Linked DNA regions of Sus scrofa: regions 1, 2, 3 and 5 are each linked to region 4. The links are chromatin contacts, called in public Hi-C and HiChIP or PLAC-seq maps. All regions are on one chromosome and are shown on one strand. The core of a region is the stretch at or near the end of the contact, and the rest is flanking DNA. Distances in the headings are between cores, read along the strand shown.

What was found. Hi-C and Micro-C count contacts between places; a contact is called where the count stands out from the background. HiChIP or PLAC-seq counts read pairs in DNA pulled down with a chosen protein or histone mark.
Region 1: an H3K27ac HiChIP or PLAC-seq map of skeletal muscle shows a contact between it and region 4. The contact joins the enhancer-like site here to the promoter of BHLHE40 in region 4. A contact is called at or near these places in 1 of 5 promoter capture datasets (liver), 27 of 47 Hi-C or Micro-C datasets (alveolar macrophages, blood, brain and 13 more) and 2 of 2 datasets of contacts at active chromatin or transcription factors (alveolar macrophages and skeletal muscle).
Region 2: an H3K27ac HiChIP or PLAC-seq map of alveolar macrophages shows a contact between it and region 4. The contact joins the promoter of EDEM1 here to the promoter of BHLHE40 in region 4. A contact is called at or near these places in 1 of 5 promoter capture datasets (liver), 6 of 47 Hi-C or Micro-C datasets (embryonic fibroblasts, fibroblasts, heart right ventricle and 1 more) and 1 of 2 datasets of contacts at active chromatin or transcription factors (alveolar macrophages).
Region 3: a contact with region 4 is called in an H3K27ac HiChIP or PLAC-seq map of alveolar macrophages. The contact joins the enhancer-like site here to the promoter of BHLHE40 in region 4. A contact is called at or near these places in 1 of 5 promoter capture datasets (liver), 19 of 47 Hi-C or Micro-C datasets (adipocytes, alveolar macrophages, blood and 10 more) and 2 of 2 datasets of contacts at active chromatin or transcription factors (alveolar macrophages and skeletal muscle).
Region 5: a contact with region 4 is called in a Hi-C map of embryonic fibroblasts, with 1.8 times the contacts expected there. The contact joins the enhancer-like site here to the promoter of BHLHE40 in region 4. A contact is called at or near these places in 8 of 47 Hi-C or Micro-C datasets (embryonic fibroblasts, fibroblasts, heart right ventricle and 4 more) and 2 of 2 datasets of contacts at active chromatin or transcription factors (alveolar macrophages and skeletal muscle).

The regions. Positions count from the first base shown.
Region 1 is chr13:61,278,645-61,283,454 of Sscrofa11.1, forward strand. All of the region lies in intron 39 of ITPR1 (inositol 1,4,5-trisphosphate receptor type 1), which reads left to right. Among named protein-coding and RNA genes, the nearest start is that of ITPR1, 210 kb to the left of the region's middle. Within about 2 kb of position 3,202, at least 43 of the 83 cell types and tissues checked have an H3K27ac peak or open chromatin away from gene starts, as enhancers often do. A contact at or near this core is called in alveolar macrophages, brain, embryonic fibroblasts and 7 more, where this site is marked.
Region 2 is chr13:61,701,539-61,706,149 of Sscrofa11.1, forward strand. It overlaps EDEM1 (ER degradation-enhancing alpha-mannosidase-like protein 1), which reads left to right and starts at 2,063. Exons shown (of 11, transcript XM_021069286.1): 1 at 2,063-2,707. The coding sequence starts at 2,189.
Region 3 is chr13:61,381,110-61,385,682 of Sscrofa11.1, forward strand. The region is part of intron 57 of ITPR1 (inositol 1,4,5-trisphosphate receptor type 1); the gene reads left to right. It overlaps LOC106505661 (a long non-coding RNA gene), which reads right to left. Exons shown (of 12, transcript XR_002337646.1): 8 at 2,369-2,406. Among named protein-coding and RNA genes, the nearest start is that of BHLHE40, 140 kb to the right of the region's middle. Within about 2 kb of position 2,797, at least 44 of the 83 cell types and tissues checked have an H3K27ac peak or open chromatin away from gene starts, as enhancers often do. A contact at or near this core is called in alveolar macrophages, liver, omental adipose tissue and 1 more, where this site is marked.
Region 4 is chr13:61,524,959-61,529,333 of Sscrofa11.1, forward strand. It overlaps BHLHE40 (basic helix-loop-helix family member e40), which reads left to right and starts at 3,054. Exons shown (of 5, transcript NM_001245010.1): 1 at 3,054-3,399; 2 at 3,566-3,635; 3 at 3,887-3,994. The coding sequence starts at 3,320. LOC106505661 (a long non-coding RNA gene) reads right to left here and starts at 3,880. Exons shown (of 12, transcript XR_002337646.1): 1 at 3,706-3,880; 2 at 3,396-3,559.
Region 5 is chr13:61,300,574-61,305,352 of Sscrofa11.1, forward strand. All of the region lies in intron 41 of ITPR1 (inositol 1,4,5-trisphosphate receptor type 1), which reads left to right. Among named protein-coding and RNA genes, the nearest start is that of BHLHE40, 230 kb to the right of the region's middle. Within about 2 kb of position 2,863, at least 44 of the 83 cell types and tissues checked have an H3K27ac peak or open chromatin away from gene starts, as enhancers often do. A contact at or near this core is called in alveolar macrophages, embryonic fibroblasts, liver and 2 more, where this site is marked.

The DNA of each region.
Region 1 (4,810 bases), core at 1,952-4,451, 250 kb before region 4:
ATGAGTTTCATTTACCCGGAATTACCCTGGAGACGGAGAAGTGGCCATTTTGTTTGGGATTTGAAGGTCTCTTAAATATTTTCTCTCCTGTGAATATTTTTTCCACATTTCTTGCCATGTTTTTAGGATGTAATACAGGTTTGGTAAATGACAATAGAGAAAGGATTAACACAGGGAATTAATATATATACTTAAGCAGGCTTAATTGCTTAGCAAATCAGAGCACACTGGAAAAAATTCGATCTGACTTTTAATTTTCTGGTTCACTTCTTTGGGTATCTGGTCATTCTTTTGGTAGCTTATTTTGATGGAATAGAGCTACCAAATAAAATCGGAGGCCCGCTCTAATACCTACCACTGTCATTTCAGAAATACCAAGAGATGGTTCAGGTACACCTAAGAAGAGTTCGAATCCCAGACTTAAAACTGAAAACAATACGAATGGTTATGAGTTTGGTTCAGTTCACTCAGGAATGGAGCTCAGAGAGGTTAAGTGAGTGGTCTTCGAGCACACACAACCAATGACTAAACCAGAACTAGCTCTGCTGCCTCAGCAGCTGGCCTGGAGCTCTTATGTGTCAACCCTGGTACATTCTGTAAGTGCATACTTTTTCTTATACCTATCAACGTGAACAGGTGAGGAGGCCAGGCTCTCTAGGTTGCATGGAAAGCAAGAAAAGCAAAAGGTTATCCAGACCCTTAACCCTTTCAACTGTAGTGATTTTTGCTGCTTCCTGTTTAGTCTGCCCTCTTCCGGGTTATTTGTGGGGCAGCAACACATCTAATGCTGAATTTTCTTGTTGACACCTCTTGGTATTCATGTTTCTACCTACTGTCGCTGATTTGCACTTTCCCTCTGAAATACTAAGTTCAAGTTTCTCTTTGCCTAAGTACAAATTAAGTCGGGAGAGGAAAACCTTCCCTCATCGGAGTCTGCAGTGTTATTAATATACTGTTTTGCTCCCTAGTAATCATTGGATGTGTTTGCTTGCTCAAGATAGAACTTGGGTCTCCTGGCTAGGAGTTTATTGCTTGCTTATGGAAAGATTCCACAGTTGGAGCAGGTGTGTTTATAATTATACGCTAGGAAATAGAATACTGTCTGTTTATAAAAGAAGAATGTTCTGGCAGCCACTTGGATTCTTTGAAAATTCCCTGAGGAAGCAACTGTGGATCCCCTCCTCGTTGTTACCCCTGGCAACCACCAGAGCCCTGGGACACCAACACTCTGTCCCCAGGCCCTCGGGCTGGTGGATCTGGCCTTCTGAGCAGAGATGCCTGATGGGCCTTTATCATCCATGTCTGTTCGGGAAAAGACCACAGCTACTGAGGTTTCTCTCCCACCAAGCCTTTTGTTTGCATGTACGGGTAGAAACCAGCAGCCCACAACTGTAGTTGTGCAGAAACTCCGTCAAGAATTGCGTGAGAGTCCACTCTGGCCCTGGATATAGGCAAGCTCCCCAACTAAATTGCAAAGCAGCACTTCACACTTGAGACGTTGTGCGGAACCGCCCCTGGGCCAGGGTACGGCACACCTGGAGAGCTGTGAGCCTTTGATTGGGGAAGGACCCCGCCCTTCACTGATAAAGGCCAGTTGGGCATCGCAGGAGAGTGGATATGCAGTGAATGGCTTGGAAGATACAGTGCCTTTTGAGTCTCTGTCAGTCTTTGAGAAAGGAGAGTGAGGTGAGGACAGAATCAGAGTTCCTGCGAGAAAAGTGCATGGTGTGGGGCCTCTCCAGCTGTCTCCTAGAGTGGCATGCCCCTCGAAACCAGGAAGAGGAGGGCTTTCTTTCATTTCTTTATTATTATCATTTTTCACAAATCACGAGGCAGGGTCTCTCTCCTTACTTCCTGATTTCACCTTGTCCTTAGGGGGCAGGAAGAGGACAGGTAATGGGAGAAGGGTAAGGAGCTACTTGCTTAGTGTCTGTTCAGCTTATTCCTGAGTTGGTAGCTTGATGAACTGTTACCTTTGGACACACACAAATCAAGATAGGGAATGTTTCTGTCCCCCCCAACCCTGGAAGGTTCCTGCATCCACCCCTTCTTGGCTTTAAACAGACTCCGATTGATGCTTGAGACATTCATTTCTGTGACTCATGTTTGAGTGCCTGTTCTGTGTTGCTAGGGGATTTGGATACAATGGTGCCCCAAATAGGCAGAGTGTCTGCCCTTCTGGAGTTTATGGTTTTGTGGGGGAGATAGACAATAATACAAATTAATGTTAAATGACAGGCTGTCAATGAGAAATGTAGGAAGCTGAAGTACATGGGGTCATGAGGACATGCAATTTAAGAACTTTTACCTGGGCGAGAAAGGTCATGACAGGTGAGGACAACTGGCAGGTGACCATGGAGCCACTTTTCCTAAACTGTGAAGTTCTGGGCAAACCAAAGGTTTTTTTTCTTTTTCTTTTTTTCTTTTTTGATCTTTTTAGTGCTGCACCTGCGGCATGTGCAGGTTCCCAGGCTAGGGGTCGAATTGCAGCTATTGCCACCGGCCTATGCAACAGCCACAGTCACACTAGATCTGAGCTTGCGTGGTGTAGGTCTGTGACCTACACCATAGCTCACGGCAATGCCAGATCCTTAACCCACTGAGCGAGGCCAGGGATAAAACCTGTGTCATCATGGATTCTAGTTAGATTTGTTTCCACTGATCCACGACAGGAACTCCACAAAAGGGTAATTTTGATAAAGTCCTCTAACTTCAAGATGAGGCAGTGGGTAGAGCAGTGACCTACCTCATTTACATAGATGCCTCTTTGGAGAGGAATGGCGTGTTTAGAAAGTGTGGGCTGTGGCTCAGTGGATGGGCTGCATTTCTACATTTGGGAGATGTGATCCCCATTCAGTCACTGTCACTTCAGACTCTTCAGAGCCATCAGTGTCAGTTTGCAGCTTCAGCCTCTTGCCATTTCAACAAAAAAGCAAGGTTGTCATTTCTACTTGTTAGGGCGGTTGCAGCCTGCCTCTGTCTGCCTTTCTGTCCTTAGCTTCTGCCCCCGGGAGCTACTTCTGCAAGCAAAGGAAAGCCACCGCCAGTAAAATTTAGGGGGAAGAAAACAGAAGAGAAATGGGAGAATTATTAAATTTCACCTTCAGGGGGCGTTCTCATGACGTCCAACCCAGGGTGGAGGTGTCCTACTTTTTTACATTGCTGTGAACTGCTGGGTTGGGCACCTGCCAGCATTCAGGCAGCAGTTACATAAGAGCTGCTTTTTTTCCTGGAATTTAGGCTCACTGCTGATGTGTGACCTTCAGCAGTAATTGCCAATAAATGCAGCAGGGCTGTTTACTGTTAGACACTGGCAACCAGAGAGCAACCAAGCTCAACTCGGAGCACACAGAAGCTATTGCAGAATCTGGGGAAGTTTTTTTTTTTTTTTTCTTCCTTTTTCTTTCTTTTTCTTCTTCTTCTTTTTTTAATGTTGAGATGATTCCATCATGACTGAAGTTGTATAATTTAATCAAGTCAGAATGCATTTTTGAAAAATGAATTTCTCTTCTGACTGCTGATGAACTTTTCCTATAAAATATAGATGAAACTGCATCACTGGAACTAAAATATTTCTTCCTTTGTTTCTAAAAACAAATGCCATAGTAAAGGACATTGGGTTATTATCAAATGGAAAGATTTTAAATTTTTCTACTAAAATGCTAGGTAAGTTCCATTTTAGCTCAGTTTTCTTGCAAGCGTTCTGTTTTCTTAATGTGGCTTTTCAAAGGCTCAAGAAAGACAGGACCCAGCAAACATATTTGCAAGGCCATTCGCTATTTGCTTGTTTATTTTTTCCCTCCTCTGAGATTGAGTGGGTGAAAGGAACTGAAGGCTGATTCATGGGGGTTGGAGATTATAAATTCTCTTTGATGGGCTGATAATTAGATCTATAATACAGCTGCATTTATTGAACTGTATTCAGCCTCTGCTAGGGTTGGTTCATGGATGGAGACAGCTTATTTCAAAGGAAAATTTTAGAAGCCCAGGGATAATAGGGTTCATGTTAGTGGCAGCAGAAAACAGAAGGTATTTCTATGGCTGTGCTCTGTGCTGGCCTGTAATAGACACACATGAAACTGATGTATATATGTATGTGTGTACAGCATGTATGTGAGCATGTGCTGCTGTGCACATGCCATAAATAATAACCCTAGGAAGTCTCTGGGTTTCTTTTTATTTAAGAAGGACAATATATAATGTCCTTCATTTATGCAGAAGTACATCCCTGGATAAAATGTTAGGAACATTATGTATAAAAAGCGATCATTTCAGGGTCTTATCTGCCCAGATCTAGTTACTACTCCAGTGCTGTGGTTATGATGACCTAATTCATGGCCTCATCTGGGAAGGACACTCGGGATCCTTTTCGTTGAAATTCATTTTGAGTTTTTATTTCAAAGCCCATCATTTGAAATCTTTTCCCTATGAAGTCTGATTTTGCTGACCTTGACTAAAAGCCCTGGGAAGACTTAAGATCTAAGAAGAAACGTGGAGAGGCAGTAGGGAGCAATTGTTGGTTTCCAAGTTCAAAACCAGGCAACATCACATCATTGCCAGTCACTGTTGGTTTAGGGAGACTTCACCTTGACTGGAGGCATCAGACTCTGAATATAGTGTCTGGTACTGGGATGAAGGCAGTACAAGAAAAGACTTGTGAAATCCAAACATACTCATTTTCTCAAAATATTCTCCCTTAATGTGTGGTCATTGAGGATGACCTTCTGTGTGGAAAAAAATTAATTTTGATTATAAAAATGTGTTGAGAAAATCAGTTCATTCATTTACCAAACATTACCTTTTACTTTGT
Region 2 (4,611 bases), core at 813-3,312, 180 kb after region 4:
TGGCCCCTGAATCCTGGGATGTGCCTTGCAGGACACTAATGTCAGCATTGCTGGTTTGGGAAGAGTAGAAAGACCAGTCTTTCTTGGCTTTTGAGGGCTAGCTGGTTTCAGTAAACTGGGACGAAAGTGTGAAAGACCAGCCTGATCTGCCTTTTTTTCTTCCTAGAGCCAACTCACTTGGAGAACTTGAGTTCCCCCAACCTGACTTCTTCCCTTATGGCTTGTGGACTACACCTTACAAGGTTTTTTGTGAAGCTTAAATAAGAACACATGTGGAAAGTATTTTGAAACTTGCCAGACGTATATGGCTGGCAGCTATTGTCAGTTTTTCCATGAAAAGCGTCTTTTAGAAGTTAGAGGGTTTTCTCTGGCTATGAAAAAGATTTGTTATTAGAGTTTGTCTCCAGTATGAAGACAGGAGCTATTATCAATGTGGTTTGTAGTTGACTGCTGGTAAGTAAAAATTTGCAATAACTTATGAAGGAAATATATAACATGACCCTTAATATTCATATTCAGTTTGCAAGTTTCAAGAAGGCAGACCTGAACGTTCAGGATCAAGCCCTGATGTTGAACTTTCATCAGGGTCCCTAGGTGAAAAGTAGGAAAAGAATACCTGTAGGCAAAAGACCCTGGCTCAAACTCTTTTTACATTCCTTCGATGCTTGGGCAGGCCTGTCGGTATTTTGGACAGGAATAAGGGTCAATCAACAAAAAGGGTCTTACTATGTGCCAGCCACCTGTGTTACAATCATGTTTCTTCAGGCTCCTTCTCAGGGAGTCTCCATTATACCTCCTCTGTATTGCTAAAAGTCTTCTGACCCTGAGAATGTGCCACATGACTACTCTGTCATCTTCTTAGTCACTCCCTTGGTTATTCTGCCAGTCTGGCTTGAGCCACTCATCAGGTCTTGCTTCCTGAGCTTTTCAGGAACCTCAGTATAATAGGCACATGGTCTAAACTTAAGGAGGGCAAATCTTAGCAGACATTTCCAAATGCGGCAAACAAAAGAAAACAAAACCCCCAAACCGTTGAGCCATTACATGAAAGCAATAGCCCTTCAGAGCTGACATTTTCAACCTTGCTTATTATGGTAAGTAGATACTAAGAGGTAAAGTGATTTGACCAGGAACCTATCCCACACGTCAAAGGTTAGGTCACTGCTACAGTGCACAGGAGAGATGGTGATATGATTGAATAGATCTGGTAAAAATAATCGGTGGTGGCGGCAAGCAGCCTTGACTCCTCCCCCCTGCATTTTTCTTCTGTATCTTTTTTTAAAAATAGTCGTATTTCTGAGACAAAGGCAACTCAACCTAACTCAGTATTTCCTGGAATTGTCGGATACTAAGAATTGCCGAAGCGTATTTGTTAGACACATTGCCCGGGCCCTCTATCTATAGGTCTAGGACAGGACCTGGGAATGTGTATTTTACAGTCACCGTGAGCGCTTCTTACAAGTTAGGGCGTTTTAATAAAAAGGGTTCAAATTTTAAGTTAAAAGAAAACAAATTAGGGTGTTTTAATAAAAGTAATTCAAGATAACGTTTTACGGCAACATCCACCCCCCACCATGTAAAAAAAACTTGCCCTTGGTATGCCAAAGTAGCTGCCTTATATAGAAATGTCCTTTTTTCGTTCCTTGTTCCTTATGTCTTAATTGTTACCGTCCCTAACATACAGCTCCGGTCCCAGCGCGGAGCCGGTTCTACTGGAGCGGGGCGGGTCCTGGGCCACGTCCCTGTCCAGCCTTCAGCTGCAGGTTCCGTGCCGCGCTCCCATTGGCTGGAAGTTCCCTCCTCCGGAGCCCGAGCTGCTCCTACTCGCCACGCCAGCCCAGCCGACTCCGGACCGCCCTGGGGGCGGGGCCGAAAGGACGGGGCGGGGCCTCGTGGCGTTGGGGGCAACCAGGTGGCCTATGGCGCCTGAGGGAGTCCCACGCCTCGCACAGCGAGGCCGGGCCGGGGCCGGGCCAATCCGGGCGACTGGGCGGGCGAATGCGGGGCCTGGCCGGCTGGGCCCGGAATGCTGGGGGTGGGGGACAATGGGCCAGTTCCTGGTGCGTCACGGGGAAGTTCCTTAAAGGGGAAGTGAGCGGGGCTACGAGGCGGACGTGGGGTGCGGTGGTCGGCGGGGAAGGTCCCCAGCGTTTTAAAATAATGCCCGCGGCGCCCGCGCGACCATGCAATGGCGAGCGCTCGTCCTGGGGCTGGTGCTCCTCCGGCTTGGCCTCCATGGAGTGCTGTGGCTTGTCTTCGGGCTGGGGCCCAGCATGGGCTTCTACCAGCGCTTCCCGCTCAGCTTCGGCTTCCACCGCCTGAGGGGCTCCGACGGCCCCGCGTCTCTTGCCTCGGGGCCCGCGGGCAGGCCGGGGACGCCTGGGGGGCCGTCGTGGCTGCAGCCGCCGGTTCCCGCGGCGGCGGCGGCGGCAGCGTCTGCGGGGCGGCGGCGGGCTCCGCGGCGGCCAGGGCCGGGTGTGTGTGGCCCGGCCCACTGGGGCTACGTGCTGGGCGGCCGGGACCGCGGCCGGGACGAGTACGAGAAGCGCTACAGTGGTGCCTTCCCGCCTCAGCTGCGCGCACAGATGCGCGACCTGGCGCGAGGCATGTTCGTCTTCGGCTACGACAATTACATGGCGCACGCCTTTCCCCAGGACGAGCTCAACCCCATCCACTGCCGCGGCCGAGGGCCGGACCGCGGGGACCCGTGAGTACCCCGCGCCGGCCGGACGCCCGGGACCGCTCACCGCACGCACTTCCTTCCGACCCCGGGGGTGGGTGCTGCCGTCCGTCCTCTGGGTCCCCCTAAGGGTGCCGGGGTGTTTAGGGTGATGGGGGCTTGGGGGTAAGTGGAAGGGCCGATGTCTGCCCTCTGTCCTGATTCTTCCGGAATCCGAGTTACTGGACTGCTGTCTGCGCAATCTCTTTTACAGATGGGAAAACTGAGGCTCAGAGAACAGAGGGCACAGTAGCAGTACCAAGGGGTGACTTGGGGGGACCTTAAACTCCCATCTTCACCCTTTCTCCAGGTGAACATAAAATCAAGATGAAATCCCTTGTAAATGTAGCTTCAGAACTAGCCCTTACCTTCCCCCACCTAGCCTACTCCCCACTTTTCTGTATAGAAATATATAAATTCAGAAGTTGATCCCGGGAAGGGACTTCTAAAGCCAGGCAGTGAATCTGAGGCAGAGCAGGGCTACAATCTTTCTCCTTCATCACAGAGGCTGCTTTTTAGGCTGAGGATGGTTAGGTGGAAGGGAGGGAGGCTGTGAGGCCTACATTTGGGTTCCTGATGCTCAGGATGGGATTCCTTTGCCTTACTGTAGGGTCTGTCCTGCAGGTTCTCCCCGGTCTGGTGGCAGGGCTGTCAGGAAAGGTGGACCAGTCCTGTCCTTGGATCAGGCTTGTTTGCAGAGTGAGCTTCAAGGGTCATTGCTGTTGACTTCAGAGTCCAAGAGGACAGCACACCCAGCTGAGGACCTCCTGGCTGGAGGGAACCGGTGTGCTCTGACTGACCCTGATGGCTGGATAGGTGACTGTCTTCCCCTGGGTTCCTCCTCTCAGGCGGGAGTGGAGGAGTCCGTTGCTTGGCCCCTTTTGACAGTGAGCCCTGTGTTTTCCTTCACCTGGTGAAAAGCAGCAAAGGCCACTTCTCAGGTTCTAAAAAGGAAGCCCATAGAGTAAAGGAGGCAGAAGAGCTTTAAAAATGGTTTTATTATCTACAAACTCATGTCATAAATTTCAATTTGAGAGCATGAGGGCACAGGGCAGGTTAACTTAAAAGGACTGGGTCTTTCTAAAATTGTAGGAAACTGTTGAGGTACTTTTCGTGTTTCACTTTACGTGTAAAGGTTGATATAGTTTAAATGTATAACTGGCCATATGTATAAATATATTTTCAATCAATTTTTTTGAGAAAAATTTTTATTAAATTTTGGAAAAAATTACTGGGCCTTTTCATATTGTATGAAATTGAGTTGTTTTCCCTAATTAGCTTAACTATACCAGACTTTATACCCATGTGTTTTCTTTCTTTCTTTTTTTTTTTTTGTCTTTTTGCCTTTTTGCCTTTTCTAGGGCCTCTCCCGCAGCACCAGGTGTTTTCTTTTGATCTCAGTTTTTTGGGGAAAAAAGTTAAAATTAAAAAAAAAAAAAAAAGCCTAAAATCCCACCAGGCAGTTATTTTTAATTTATTTTTCCTGCCAACTCCTGCCCAGATGCCTGCACACTTTTAATGTAGTTGAAATCAAAGTGTGTGTACGTATTTCGGATCTTAATTTTATTTTCTCACCAGTGCTCATGGTACTGCAAGAGCAAACACACTGAGTTGTTCTCCCTCACAGATTTTTTTCTCAGGCTTCCTTTTATGGCATAGACCTAAGGAGAACCATTTAAGGAGGACTTGTGATAACACTTTCTATTGAGAATATGATGGTCTGGGAGTGAGTTTATGACATTTTAATGCTTTTCCTAATAAACTTTGAGAACTCTCTGCAGAGTTGGAGCCTCCCTCCAGCAGGGTGAGGTGGCCCTGGCTAGCTTGCTGGGGCCCTGTGGTAGTTGCTGGTGGGGCTTTGCTTCAGGATGATGACTGCTGAGGTGTGGTTT
Region 3 (4,573 bases), core at 1,547-4,046, 140 kb before region 4:
GTTGCATGTGTGTATGTTCAGAGACAAACGCCAGGTATTTTCCCTCAAAACAACAGCCAAGAACTTTGGAGAGCCTTTTAGGTAGGCAAAAAACAAAAACAGAAACAACAACTAAAACTCATCACTGTATAAAGGTAAATGAGAGAACAAAATTAAAACTCATGGAAGCCAAAAAAGAATAGAGCAACACCAATAAAAATTGCTAAAATCCAAAACATAACCATAAATAACATTCTGGTAGACTGCTTAGCTAATTGAATGTGTAGGGGAAATTGCCTGAGCAAAAACCTGAGCCAGCCTGGAAGAAGGGTGGGTTAGCAGGATGGTTCTTTATTAGGCATCTCCATCTGGCTGGCCCTGCCCTGGTCCAGCACAGGCCACCACCCCACCTTTCACCCCTCCTCTGTGACCTCTGGCTTCCTCTGCCTGGTGGCCCTGGGTGCCCAGGACTCAGCTACACGGTTCTGAGTGGTCAGTGCTGCCTTCTCCTGGCCCCTGTGGGGGCTGGGGTCACCTTACCTGAGGGCCCAGAATGAAATGAAACCGTGATTCTGCAGCTGGCTTTTGCTAGGAATTTCATCAGAAATGGGTGCGGCTCTCTCTCTGGCAAGGGCCCGTCTTTGTTACACTGTATCATCCAAGAACAACTATTAACTGAGTCTGGAAGGCTGAGTGGTCATTCCAGCCCAGCTGAAGATTATATAATGGGGCCATCTGGGTAATGTTGTCCTCAGCCAAGAACAGACCACACTGACAACTGGACTGTCAAGCAGTTTGGGCATCCTTTGAGTGACTCTGTTGGTAAAAGAAAAATCTGTGCCTCTAAAATCCCGTGCCTGAGAAGGGAAGAAATAACTCAAGTGGGAGTCAAGCGCTCCACCTGCGGTCTGCATCTTGGCTGGCAGACTAGCTTTGTGACTTGGGCCAGTGACAGGGATCTATAATACTCCTGCATAGTGCTTTCCAGTTGATGTGACACGTTGTCACAGCCCTTTGATCCTCACATTAATCCCCTGAAGTAGCCAGTGAGCTCAATCTCAAAAAGAACAAAGGAGGGGAAACAGAGACCCAGACTGGTCGGCCAACTGGCCCAGGGCTTGCTGTCCTGTGAATGCTCGGAGTGTCATGGCTTCAGCTTCTGATTCCAGGACATGGGTCTTCCCACTGCCGTCTCACTTCATGAGGCTGCTGTGGAAACACACCTGTGAACTAAATCCTTGGATGTGGGGCTGGCCAACAGATTCCAGGTTGTGGGATTTTTTTTCTTTTTAATTAATAGAGTTTATTTTTACAGAAATTCTAGGTTTATATAAATGCTGAACAGAAAGGCCCAGCTCCCATGCGCCCCCTTCTCCCTCCCTCCTCCCAGTTCCTTTATTATTGTGTATTACTGGGTGTATTTACTATAATTAATAAGCCAATATGAATATATTAGCATTAAGTAAAGACCACAGTTAACATTAGGGTTCACTCTTGTGCATTCTGTAGGTTTGGACAGATATGCAAGGACACCCACTATTAGAGCAGCAAACAGGATAGTGTCACTGCTTCCAAAATCCTCTGTGCTCTATTTGTCCTTCCTTCCAAACCCTGATCTTTTTACCACTGGGATCCATGTTTTTTTTGTCTAGGTTTCCACCCCCTCCCCTCCAAAAAAATGTGTAACAGATACCATCAATGGCAATTTTGGAATCTTGAGCTTATTAATTGGCGATCATTATCACTGTTTTTTCACCCAAAGCAACAGATTCTGGATTTTGACTGTTTTCTGTGATCTTAGAAAAGTGAGCTCTCAAGATTATTTTCTTCCTCTTTGATGCAAATAATCGCCCTAACTCACAAAAGGAGCAAATATTTAAAGTTTATTGAGTGTAATACATTCCGGCTTTAGGAAAGTAAAGGGTCATCTTTAACCCTCCCAATTCACCTCCTCTCCAGGCATTTTCTGGGGGTTTGGATACATAGGGAGACTAAGAATCTGTCTCCAGGCCTCCCCTCCCCCACTCTGGTCACCCTGTCACCTAAGCATCCACGGGCATTCTGGGAAAGTCCAGCTTGTTGTTTTGCTTGGTAAGATAAGTAGAAACACAGTTAACACTTGACCTGAAAGGACAGTCTGCCTTCTTGAATCTTCCCAGAGTCGATTATGGAGCGTAGAGGGGATTCTGTGGCTTATAGCTCCATTTTCCCACGACCTTTCTTCTCTCTCATGACCCTTTCCTTTACCCTCCTGCCCCCACTAAAAAAGTCTCATTTCTCTAGTCTGGCTGGAAAAGAATAAGAGATTCAACAATAAATGCTTTGTTGTTTATATGGTAAACAAAACTCTCTACCTAAGTGGACTTTCTCTGAGGAGGTGATTGATTACCTCAGTCATCTTTCTTAGAACAGCCTCTTCAGTTGAACCTGGGAAGGAGAAGAAAAAAAAAGAAAAAAAAAAAAAAACGCTTCTCAGAATGATTAGCATTTGCATCATACGATCCAACTTCCTCTCCTCTCTGCCTTCCTCTCTCTCTCTCTCTCTCTCTCTCTCACACACACACACACACACACACACACACCCTCCCTCCCTCTTTCCAGTCAAGAACATTTCAAGAGGTCAGTGCCGCCCCCGTGTCTAAAACTTCAGTGTTTGCCTTTGCAGGGACTTTTCCAACTTTACCTAGAAAAGAACTAACCAGAACCCTAGAGCTTGTGGCCAGCCTGCTTCCGGCTGTGGCTTCAGTCAGTTTGTCTGCTGTGACAGAGGAAGTGCTTGCTGTGACGGGAACTGCACTGGCTGGATTGTAGGAGGACCAAGGCAGACAGTACCTAATGACATTGGTATGCGAGATGCCAGCACCACGAGGAGCTAGCGAAGCACAGGGCACATCTCAGACCCAGAACAACAGATGCAGCTGACAGCCCACAGGGAGCCCACGGGTCTCCCCAAACCCCACCCTCCTGACCACACACACGCACCCAAGATGAATGCATGTTTGAACAAAATGTCTTAGTTGAAGGTGACTTTCTCAAAAATCCAGTAGAAGCCAGGAACCTGAGATCAATGTTTTTGATCTTGAAAAAAGGCAGGATTCTGCCAATATTTAGAGACCGGCACACTCTGGCTAGTGAACCATGGGCGCAGCCGTCACTGGACTCAGCGCTTACACAAGCTCAGCATTTTATATCAAAGTCTGAGCTCAGTAGAAAGTAACTGGATTCAGGTGTTCTCTCTGCACCCACGCTAGCAACTGAGAGATTCTAACCATTTTTCTGTGAAGATCTGGATCTCTGTGCAGAGGGGGCCTCCTGGGAGGAGCCTTAATGCTGTGTCAGAGCTCATCCTACAGTGCAGGGGGCAAGACCAGGTGGAAAGTGAGAGAACAGTTGGGGTTTGGCTGGAATTGGTTATTAGTGTTAACTACTACATACTCCTTAGTAATTTGAGATTTCCTGGGATGATTATCTACTTAAAATACTGGCAACACCTAGGATCTCAAAATTGGGGATCTCCCCTCATCAGTGCAAAGGAACAACCATCCACCCCATCCTGAGCACCTAGATTCCCTTGCTGCCTGTGGTCAGGGTGTTAGCAGAGGCCCCCACCACGCTTTTCATTGTTGGATATTAAGGCTGGGGGAATGGAGGGAGAGAGAACCTCTAAGGTGGTAACTGATGTATATCTAGGCCAGAAGATCCTGTTCCTCCCCTTGCATTGAAGGAATGAAATGGAGAATGAAGGTTTATCACCAAGGATTGGGGCACATGGCCTAAAGTGGCCTGTGGCAAGTGTGGCATTTCTTAAAAATCTTGGATTCTATCTTTAAAATTTGCTTCAATTTCATGTTCTGCTCCAGGGCATATTTTGAGTTTAATATAAAAATATTTTCAATTGTTTACTGTTGGCTAAAATAGACATTCTAAAAAGATGCATGATTTCTGGCTTTCTGTACCCTTTGGGCAGAGCCTTTATGCTCCAGGATTATAGGTGGCCCAAGTACAGAGGCATACAGAAGCATCTCCTTGGCCATTGAGGTGAGGAGCACAGATGGCAGTAGCAGATCTCTGGAGGCCAGTGGGCCCCGTTCATTTGTCCAGCATATAGGCACTGGGCATTTGGGACTTGGAGACAGTGCCCCAGGAAAGGCGAGAGCCCTGAGACCCGCCCTATGGCCATATTCCTTGCATTAAAGCCCAATGGAGGCAGCAGCCTTGTCTTTTCTCATCTCCAAACCCTCAGCACTCAGCACTGTGCCAGGTATGGACATTAGAAATGTTCAGTGAATGGTTGTCAGATGAAGTCTGTGCATTTTGCATTTGTCAGAGACCTTTCTGAAATCATTGCTCGGGAGTCCAATAATCAAACCACATATGCCATAAAAGAAGATGTGAATCTGACATGGAAAATTCCCTTTCGAATCTGTAGTCATTTGGTCACTTACTATTGAAATAGGAGAAGAAACTCTTCCTTAAACTTTAAGCTATTGGCAGACTTCTTGCATTGATTTTCTATATTCTTTTGAAGACCTCTTTCATGTGGACTCTGTTTGGAAGTCTGTGTTTTCTATTTTTATGGAGGGTTTGCTTAAGA
Region 4 (4,375 bases), core at 1,804-4,303:
TCAGTGCTCTACACCTAGTGGTTTTCAATAAATATGTGGTGAATGTGAAAATGAGCTAATACGCACCTTATAAGGTGGTGGCAAGGAGTAAATTAACATACACAATATTTTTACATATAGTCTAAAAACTAGCATATGGTAAGCACTAAACACATATCTACAAAAAGCAACGAATGGAAATATTAAGATTCTTCAGGATGGAAAGATGCACTGGGGAAAGGCATTATTTTGTTTAAATCAATAAAGCATCATCATAAGCTATTGAGAGAAGAAAACATCAAAAATAATATAACATCTGGATACGGTCAAACTTTGGTAGGATGGGGATGATTTGTGACAAATTGCACTTGGAACAAATAAGTAGGAAATGACTGTTACTTCCAGTTGTAGGTCAGGTAAGGGCACAAAGTATTGATAACTTCAAAGCATTCTAAGAATCTGAACTGTCTGGGTTCACTCTTGGCATGGGGGGGTGCAGTGACAATGAGGGGACATGTGTTCCTTCCCCAGTGCTTATTTCCTGGTGGAATTGTGGTTTGGGCACAGTCAGAACAACTCTCCACCCTTATTAAAGTCTCACAATGGAGCAGGTCAACCTAGACTGAAAGCACAAACCCAGGACAGACTCCAGTGCCCTCCTGCCCAGGGTTCTGCGGCCCACCTCCCGGCAGGAAGCTTCGGTGCCTCCGCTGTCACTGCCCCCAGAGAGATGGCTGATAACAAAAGCCACGAAGGTACATTCCAGAAAGGAGGAATGCTGAGCCCCCAATCCGCACCCCCCCCACCCCCTACCCCGGCCCCAGTGAGGTCAGCCAGTTAGCAGTTAGAAAAGGAGGCATTTCTCACACTTGCTAATGAATTTGACGCTTGCGAAACATAAACAGGAAGTGGGAACTCTCCAAAGCGACCTGAAGGAAATCCACTCCCAGTCTGGTCAACGTGTGAATCCCAGTTCTTTAGGTTGTCAAGGACACTGCCAATTAATACTGACCACCCTCCCCCTTCCCCAACACCCACCCACCCAAACTGCACTCTAGGCTAATCTTCACGGGTCTCACCCCATCTTTTTCAAGCCTTCCCACAGCCAGGTCACTCAGCAGCGGGGTGACTGACCCGAGGCGCAGTGGGAAAGGCTTACAGTCATCTCTCAACTCCCCGAACTTGCAGGGCAGGGCAGCGTAGAGGTCAGTGAAATCCCCAGCCAGGCCTTATTTTAGTCATGAATTTCCACTGGCTCCCTCCTCTGACTGCATCAGCGATGCTCACGCCGCGCGCTTGGAGTTTCAGCTGTTTTCCTTGCTCCAGGCTGAGTTAGAAGGTCACAGAGGCCGGACTTTTCCGGGGAAGGTAGGTGGGGGCCTCAGGCGACCTAAGTGAAATTGCGGAGATCTCGGGCCGCTGGGAAGAGACCTTTCTGCCCCAAGCTCCGGGCAGTGTGTTAACTTCTCATCCCTCCTCTACCCAGGCGTCTTGGTTAGCATTAAATACCATTTTTAGTAGGAAACCCCCCAAAACAAAAACACTTTATCTTTTTTTCCTCTGTCCACCAATGGCACCGATATCGTTTTCCAGGGCTGCCTTGCCCAAGGTATTATCTTCCCAGAGGTTCCTGTAAATTCAAGGGCAGAATCTGCGTTGGATTCCCCCACGGTGTGTCTAGCAACGGGGACAATGCCTGGCACAGGGTAGGGAAGTCAACAAATGCGTGTAGAATGAATGAATGCTAAGATGTCACTGTGAAGGGCAGATAGTTTTTCCTAGTCTCTCTCCCTTTCCTCCATCTCCGGGTGAGGATCCCACACGGCACCGCCGAAGTTCCCGGAGGGAGGGAGACGGCAGACTCCGGCGGGCCACACCGGCCCGGGGCTCTCCGTCCCCCGGTCTGGGCAGAGGGGCTCGAAGTCGGGGACGCTGCGGCCCGAGCTCCGGCCACGTGAAGTGTCACGCCCCGCGCTGCTGCAGGGCAGGCGCCGCCGCCACGGTTGTGTAACGTTGCAGCCCGAGGGGAGGCGACCCGAGCGCCTCCGCTCCGGTGGGGGCAGAGAAGGGAGGGAACGCAGGGCTCCGCGCCGGGTATCTTTCTGTGCTTGACTAGTCCAAGGCGCGCGGGGGGGGGGTACTCTGGAGCACCCTGGGGGGTGGGCAAGTGGGTGCCCGCCAGCGCTCAGGCTGTGCCCGGGAGCGGAACTCCGGGGGAGCCAGGGGCCCGCCGCACGCAGCCTCTCGGATCAGGTGCGCAGAGCGTGCTCGGCGGCGGCCTCGGCTGCCCCTGCGCTTGGCTGCCAGCCCGCTTCCCATGGGGTGACATCCGCCCCGCCCCTCGGCCCCTCCCCACGTCGGGCGATTCCTGGACTCTGGGCTGGAGGGTGGGGGCAGGGAAGCCGGCACCGAAAGAAACCCCAGCCCCTGGGGAAGGCAGGGGGGCCGGGCGACTCCCTCGGCTGAGCGCTGGTTCCTCCGAGCGGACCGCGCGGGGGGAGGAGGAAACGGGTTGGGCTGGAGCGAGCGAGGGGATATTCCTCTCCCGGCTTGAGTCAGAGGCGGGCGGATCCGTCCTCCCCCTTCCCTCCCAGGAGACGGGAACTTACTTCATTTCCCTGGGGCAGGTTCGCCCACGTTACCAACCTCCCCTCCCTGCCCCCCCCCCCCGGCTCCCCGGGCCCTTCCAGCTTCCGCGCCCCCCACCCGGCTGGGCAGGACCCAGGCCGCGCTGCCACCCCCTCTTCGGGGAAAGGCAGCCGCAGACACCTGGGGGCCGGAGCTGGGGGTGGGGGCTCCCTCGCAGCCGCGGGAGCGTTGTCCAACACGTGAGACTCATGTGATGAAGCCGGGGGAGGGCGGGCAGGTCGCTCCTTCCCTCCCCGGCAGCGGCCAGACGTGCCTGGAGTCACAGGGTAGAACACGTAGCTCCAACCCACCCACTCGCTCCCATTTAACCCAGCCCGCAGCCTCTCCATTACTCCTCGGCTCGTTCTCCCCCCACCCCCCCACTCCACCCTAACCGCCCCCCCCCCGCTCCCTCCCGCCTCCCCGCCCGCCCCACTTCTCATTCACTTGGCTCGCACAGCGCAGACGGCGCAGGGAGCACACATCGCCAGTCTGTGCGCAGAGCCTGAGCCAGAAGCCGCGGGGACACCATGCACGCCCCCAACTGAAGCAACACCTCAAAGCCGAAGCTCCGGGCAGCCGGAGGATTTCAGGGAGCTCAGACTCAGAGGAACTCCTGAGGAGAGACCCCTCGAAACCTCTCCAGGACAGTCCTCACCGGACTCTCTGCCACTGCAGACAGGAGCGCACAGTGGCCCCGGCTCGCCGCGCCATGGAGCGGATACCCAGCGCGCAGCCGCCCCCCGCTTGCCTGCCCAAAGCACCAGGACTGGAGCCTGGAGACCTACCAGGGTAAGTTGACACCCCCGGCCCCTTCAAGCCTCAACTCCAGTCCTGCGTTCTGAGCGACTTTCAACTCGGAATCGCTCTGGGCGCATATGCGGGTTCATGCCCGCCAGGGTTCCTGCAGCGGGTGCGCAGGCAAAGTCACGACCCTTCTTCGTCCCTCTCCCTGCAGGATGGATTTTGCCCACATGTATCAAGTGTACAAGTCGAGGCGGGGAATAAAGCGGAGCGAGGACAGCAAGGTAAGGGCCCCGGACCCCTGGGGACCCCAGCCCCTAGCACGCACTGAGTTCCCAAGAAAACTTTTCTCACTTTGAGGTTGGAGGGGGTATGCAAGGTGCGGGGTCCGTGCCTGGATGGCTTGGAGAAGAAGGTAGTTCTGGGTGTGACTCTGTTCATTTGCCCCTACTCTTCTCGCGCCGCGGGGTAAGGGAGGAAAAGGGCTTCTCATCCTCCTCCTCCGGAGCCCACCATTTCCCCGTGCGCCTTGCAGGAGACTTACAAACTGCCGCACCGGCTCATCGAGAAAAAGAGACGTGACCGGATTAACGAGTGCATCGCCCAGCTGAAGGATCTCCTCCCCGAACATCTCAAACTTACAGTAAGTGAGAAGCTGGCCCTTCTCCAAACCAGCTCCTTTGCCCAGAGGGCGGTCGGGGGTCACTCGCCGCCTGCAGGTCCCGCCGGGAACTGCAGGCCAGACGGCTGGATTCGAGCTGCTGGGTGGCTATTTGGGGTACACTTCCCCAGTCCTCAGAATTTTCTGGCAGCCTCATGCAAATAAGGTGAAAACCGTTTGTATTTCTCCAGTTGGCACCAACACCGGCTGGCCTTCCTTTGCAAGAGTTTAAGGCTCACCGTTCTGGTGATTTTCAAGGTTCTCTTGATTTCCTAACTTGAGCAAACCAAGCAACCTGCAATTTTTCTTAACCTCTTTCCTCCCCATCTCTTTTTAAAATGAGAGGACTTGTTTGGGTGTGTG
Region 5 (4,779 bases), core at 1,613-4,112, 220 kb before region 4:
GAAGGAAAAAAAAAAACTTAAGTATAAACCATAACGTGATGATGATGACCAGCATTTATTAAGGGCTTGCTGTGGACCAGGAACTAGGCTCAAGTTCTTCTCACGTATCAACTTATTTAACCCTCACAATCTCCCTAGGAGGTAGGTGCAGAAACTAAAGCCCAAAGTAGTTGAGGAACTTGTCCCTCATCATGCAAGCGGGAAGTAGCAGAGCCAAGGTTTGAACCAAGGCAGCTTGGCTCCCCAAACCCCTCCTTGCCTGTAACAGCTTCCTTCCTCAGGAGGATGATAAAGATTCCAAGAAGAAGGCAGGTGCTTTATAAAGGAAGATGATTTTCTTGGTTTCAGAAGGCAACACCTTGTCATCTCCAAAGCCAGAGATGTATGTGGGCCAGGGGTGGGCTTATGGCTGCAGAGCTCAGCAGAGAAGACAAATGGGAACAGCATCCAGTTGCTTTTTGGCTTTTTTTTATGAAGTACTTTTCCTCTGGCTGTCTTGTCTGAGTCTCCTGGTTGGTCTGTGAGGGGTGCTGAGTGTGTGTCACCCCATTATGGAGATGAGGGAAATGGGGGGTCAAGGAGGGTTGTGACTTCCTCAGAGATACAGAACCAGACAGAGCCTGAGCTAAGTGTCACGTGCTTCCTGTCCCCTCCTCCCCCACCACCTGTTTTAGTTGTCTTACTGTTGATTAACTAAATGTCACAAAACATAGGGGCTTAAAGCAATGGCTGTTCTGACACTTGTTGTGTTTCTGTGGGTGTGGGCTCAGCTGGGTGGGTCTCCTTCCTCTGGGTGGTCCTGGCTGGGGCTGTGGTCACCAGGGACTTGACTGGGCAGAAATGGCCAAGATGGCCCCTTGTATGACTGTGGCACAGGTGCTGGCTCTCAGCTGGTTGCTGAGCGGGGGCTGTCACCTTGGTTCTCCTCCATGTGGCCTCTCTGTGTGGTTTAGGCTTCTTAGAGTATGACGGCTGGCTTCTAAGAAATTGTGTTTGGGGAAGTGAGATGTAGGAGCTACCAGTCATTTTAACGCCTGGGCTTGGACTCCTTGTATAACGCGTCCGCCATATTGTACCAGTCAAAGTGCCAGAGAGACGATGAGCCCAGCCTCAGAGGGAGGGGAGAAGACTTGCACCTCTTGGTGTGAACTGGATGTGTTCACCAAGGGGAGAGGGAGTTGTGGGGGTCCCCTGCAGAGAACATCCCCCCCCCACATATCCCAGTTATAATTGATGAACACCTACCATAGGTCAGTCAAGCCCCTGAGTTGGGTGCTATAGCTGCAAAAAAGGAAGACACCATCGTCCCTGCTGTTGGGGAGCTCTGTTCCCCCTGAAAGTTCAGTCCCATCTTTGCAGAAGTGTCAACTCATGTCCTTCCCCTTTTGAGGATATGTGAAAATTCACCCTTATACTGAGGATAAGTTCACTGGGGACCATAGCTCTTCGGAAGTTCTAAGAGAATTCAGCTGATGGGAATCCAAAACTAAGGGCCTACCGTGCTTACTAGGAACTCTCACAGGGAGAATTACTTCCTTCTCCTGAAGCCTTGCAATCTGTCACATCATCACTTCAGCCCTGAAATGCCTGGCAGCCAAACTGAGGATATTTCCTGGCCTGACACAGTGGACTCCAAGTCTTCCAGTCTCTTCTGTCCCTGCCCTGGCTTCTGTGATGGTGATAACATCTGAGGATGGATATCACCTCCCAAACTTCTCCTCCCTGGGTGCCGTCAGAGTGGCTCAGACTTCATGGTGTTATCCCCTGCTTACAGGAACAAGGAGGTGGGACTGCCCCCCGGGGGGTCCCCTGGAACAGGTGACATCGTGGAGCCATGGGATCAAGCTTCCCTTTAAGAGTAACTCCTGCTTTCTTTCTGCCCTCTCCAGTGCCACCCACTTCCTACCAGCCCCCAGAAGAAATCTTTCCTTTCTGCTTGATGTTTTGTAGCAAAGTGGGAAACTATAAAATAAGCATTTGCTTGTGAATTAATTTTTGGCACATGCAGGGGCTCAGCAAGTCTCATGGCACTTGCATATCCGTCCTCCGAGTCCTTGCCAATTTTTGTGTGTTTCCTTCCTCCTGAGATGTTCCCACCAGCACCCGGGGGAATGTTCCCCCACTTCCTCTTTCCTACAGGAACACAGAGGCTGGTCTCACCTGGGGCAGAGAAGGAGTAGAATGGATCTTTCAACACACCTAGTGTTTGGGGTGTTTTAAGCACATACAGATGGTTGAGGATATATGTGCTGATCTGACCACAGAGAACCGTTCAGCAAATAAAGGGGACAGATCCAAAAAGATTTGGTGGTGGGGGGGATTAATTGTTTCCGGTTGCAGAAGCACAGCAAATTGCATGTATCAAATGGCTGCCCAAGGCTCTTCCTATGCCAAGTCTAGCCTCCAGACACACCCAAAAAGGATTTTCTTCTCTGCACGTACACAGTATGAGTTGGAAACTGTGAGAAGTGCTCTGTCAGGAAGCTGGCTGCGGATTCAGCTGAGAGATGAGATGAGAGAGAAATCCCTCGTCCAAGGGCCTTTCCCTCACCACATTTTTTTTTTTTTTTTTTTTTTTTTTTTTGAGGTTGGCTTGAGACAGCAGGCCAGGAGCCAGTGTTAGATAGGAAATCTCCCACCCCTTCCAGAAGAAGTCACCACAGAAGGCACTGAGGAGAGAGCACGCTGGAGACCCCCCTCTGACCCCGGGGAGCGGGGGTGGGAGGGTGAGAAGCAGTTTGCTTTGCCTTTGCTGGAAATGGGGGGCCAGCTGGTGAGGAAGATCAGCCTTGGTTTGACAGGGCAGCCACCCCAGGAGGAGGAGAGTGGTGTGCAAGCGAGTTACGTAAAAGGGTGTTGTGTTTGGCAGAGAAGTCAGAAATGAGTCACTTCTGAGCGGTGTTTTCTGACCTCGGGTTTTATCCATGTGGGAGAAGAGTGTGGCCAGCATCAGAGTCAGGAGCCTGCTTTCTCCCTGGCGTGGGGGGTGTTACCATGACAGTAAGAGGGAGGCAGGTGGTGGGGCCCCAGCAGGCTCCCCCAGGCACTCTGCCCTTCAGCGGAAACCACAAGGGTCTGGACAGCAAAGCACCCTGGCCTGGTTCAGGGAGGGCTTGTAGGTGCTGCCAGTGGGCCCTCCATGGTGAGTGGGTGGCATGGGGTCAGGGACTTGGGGGGACACTACCCAGTAGGGCAGGCGTGCAGGAGAAGGAACTTGGCTTCCAAAGCGGAAACACCTGGGCTGGAGTTCCAACCGGCAGGGTGACCTTGGACTTTCTCAGGACACGCTGAAACTCAGTTTTCTCACTTGTGAAAAGAGAATTGGAAAAACTGAGTCCCTCCCTTTTGCTCATGTTGAGAGGATTAAAGAGAGTAATGTCAGGTAGAGCTGCAGGAAGGAGCTGCTGCCCTGGGGCTGGTGTGGTGGAGCAGGAAGGCCTGTTCCACTCCTGTCTCCTCAGTCCCTCAGGGCTCGGGGCAGTGCCCTTGACCGCTCAGCCCAGCTCCTGCCCAGAAGAAGGTGATTCACAGAAAGTGCCTCACTCAAAGCCAGGGTCCTAGAAGGCTCTCAAAATGAGGCAGTGATTATTTGTATTAATGCTGCCTTGATTATTTTAAAATGAGGTTCATTTTATTAAATTTTTCTGTCAAAAATCCAACTTCTTAAATTTTGCTTCTGTGTCATGGTTGATGATCCAGTGAGCCTGGGGGCTGTGCTATTTATGTTGTTTTCACACACAATTCACCTCCATCTCTCTGACTGTTTCTATGTTTGAAGTGATTTTAGAGGCCCAGGAGGCAGGGAAGTCTTCATCGCCTCAGTTATCAGGTATTTACACTAACAGATGTTACAGGTGAAGCCGAAAGCAACGGGCAATGCAGTTAACTGCTCCCTGACCCAGGACCTTTCCTTTCCTTCTCTGTGTTATTATTATCATTATTATGTCACTTTTTGGTCCCAGTCATCTGCGGACATACATCTTTCTTCTCCATTCCCAGGAAACTGGCATGTCATTGAACAGGAGTCTTTGATCTAGATCCAGGTTTGGAAGTGAAAACCCAAAATCCCAAAGAAGCTCCCATGGTTGGGAGTGTAAGACTTGCATGATTGCCCACAACTCTCCAAGTAACAAGAGAAGATGCCTGGACCCACTGGCACCAGGTTCTGAAGTTCAGGGCAAGACATTCTTGCAAAGATAGTCAGCATGTTCCTTGTCACTTGGGTTCGAGAAGCTCAGTCCTTTTGAGGTAGTCTGAGGGGAAGGTTAGTTATCCTGGCTTGTGCCTGTAGAGGAACTGGAAACCCAGGCTACGTTTTCTCCTTTCCCGAGTAGCTGAACCACCAGTGTAGGCAGAAATGAATGATTGCATATATCCCTGCTTCTGGCCTTCTCTCAGAGGATGGCAGTTGTTGAGGAGCTGGGGGGAATCTTTGGAAACAAAGTGTTTCTCCTTCCTTTCTATAAGACCCATAAGCAAGAATTAAGGTTTTTTTTGTTTGTTTGTTTGTTTGTTTTTTTCTGACCATACCCACAGCCTGTGGAAGTTCCCAGTCCAGGGATTGAATCTCAGCTGCACTTATGACCAACACTGGATTCTTTAACTCACTCTGCTGGGCTGGGGATTGAACCCACACCTCTGCAGCAACCTAAGCAACCTAATCCATTGCGCTGCAGTGGGAATTGTAGGAATTAGTTTCTAAGAGAAACTATCCTCAGAGGAAACCTCAAGTTTTCCACAATCTCCAAAATTTGACAAAGGACCACCAAAAATATGTCA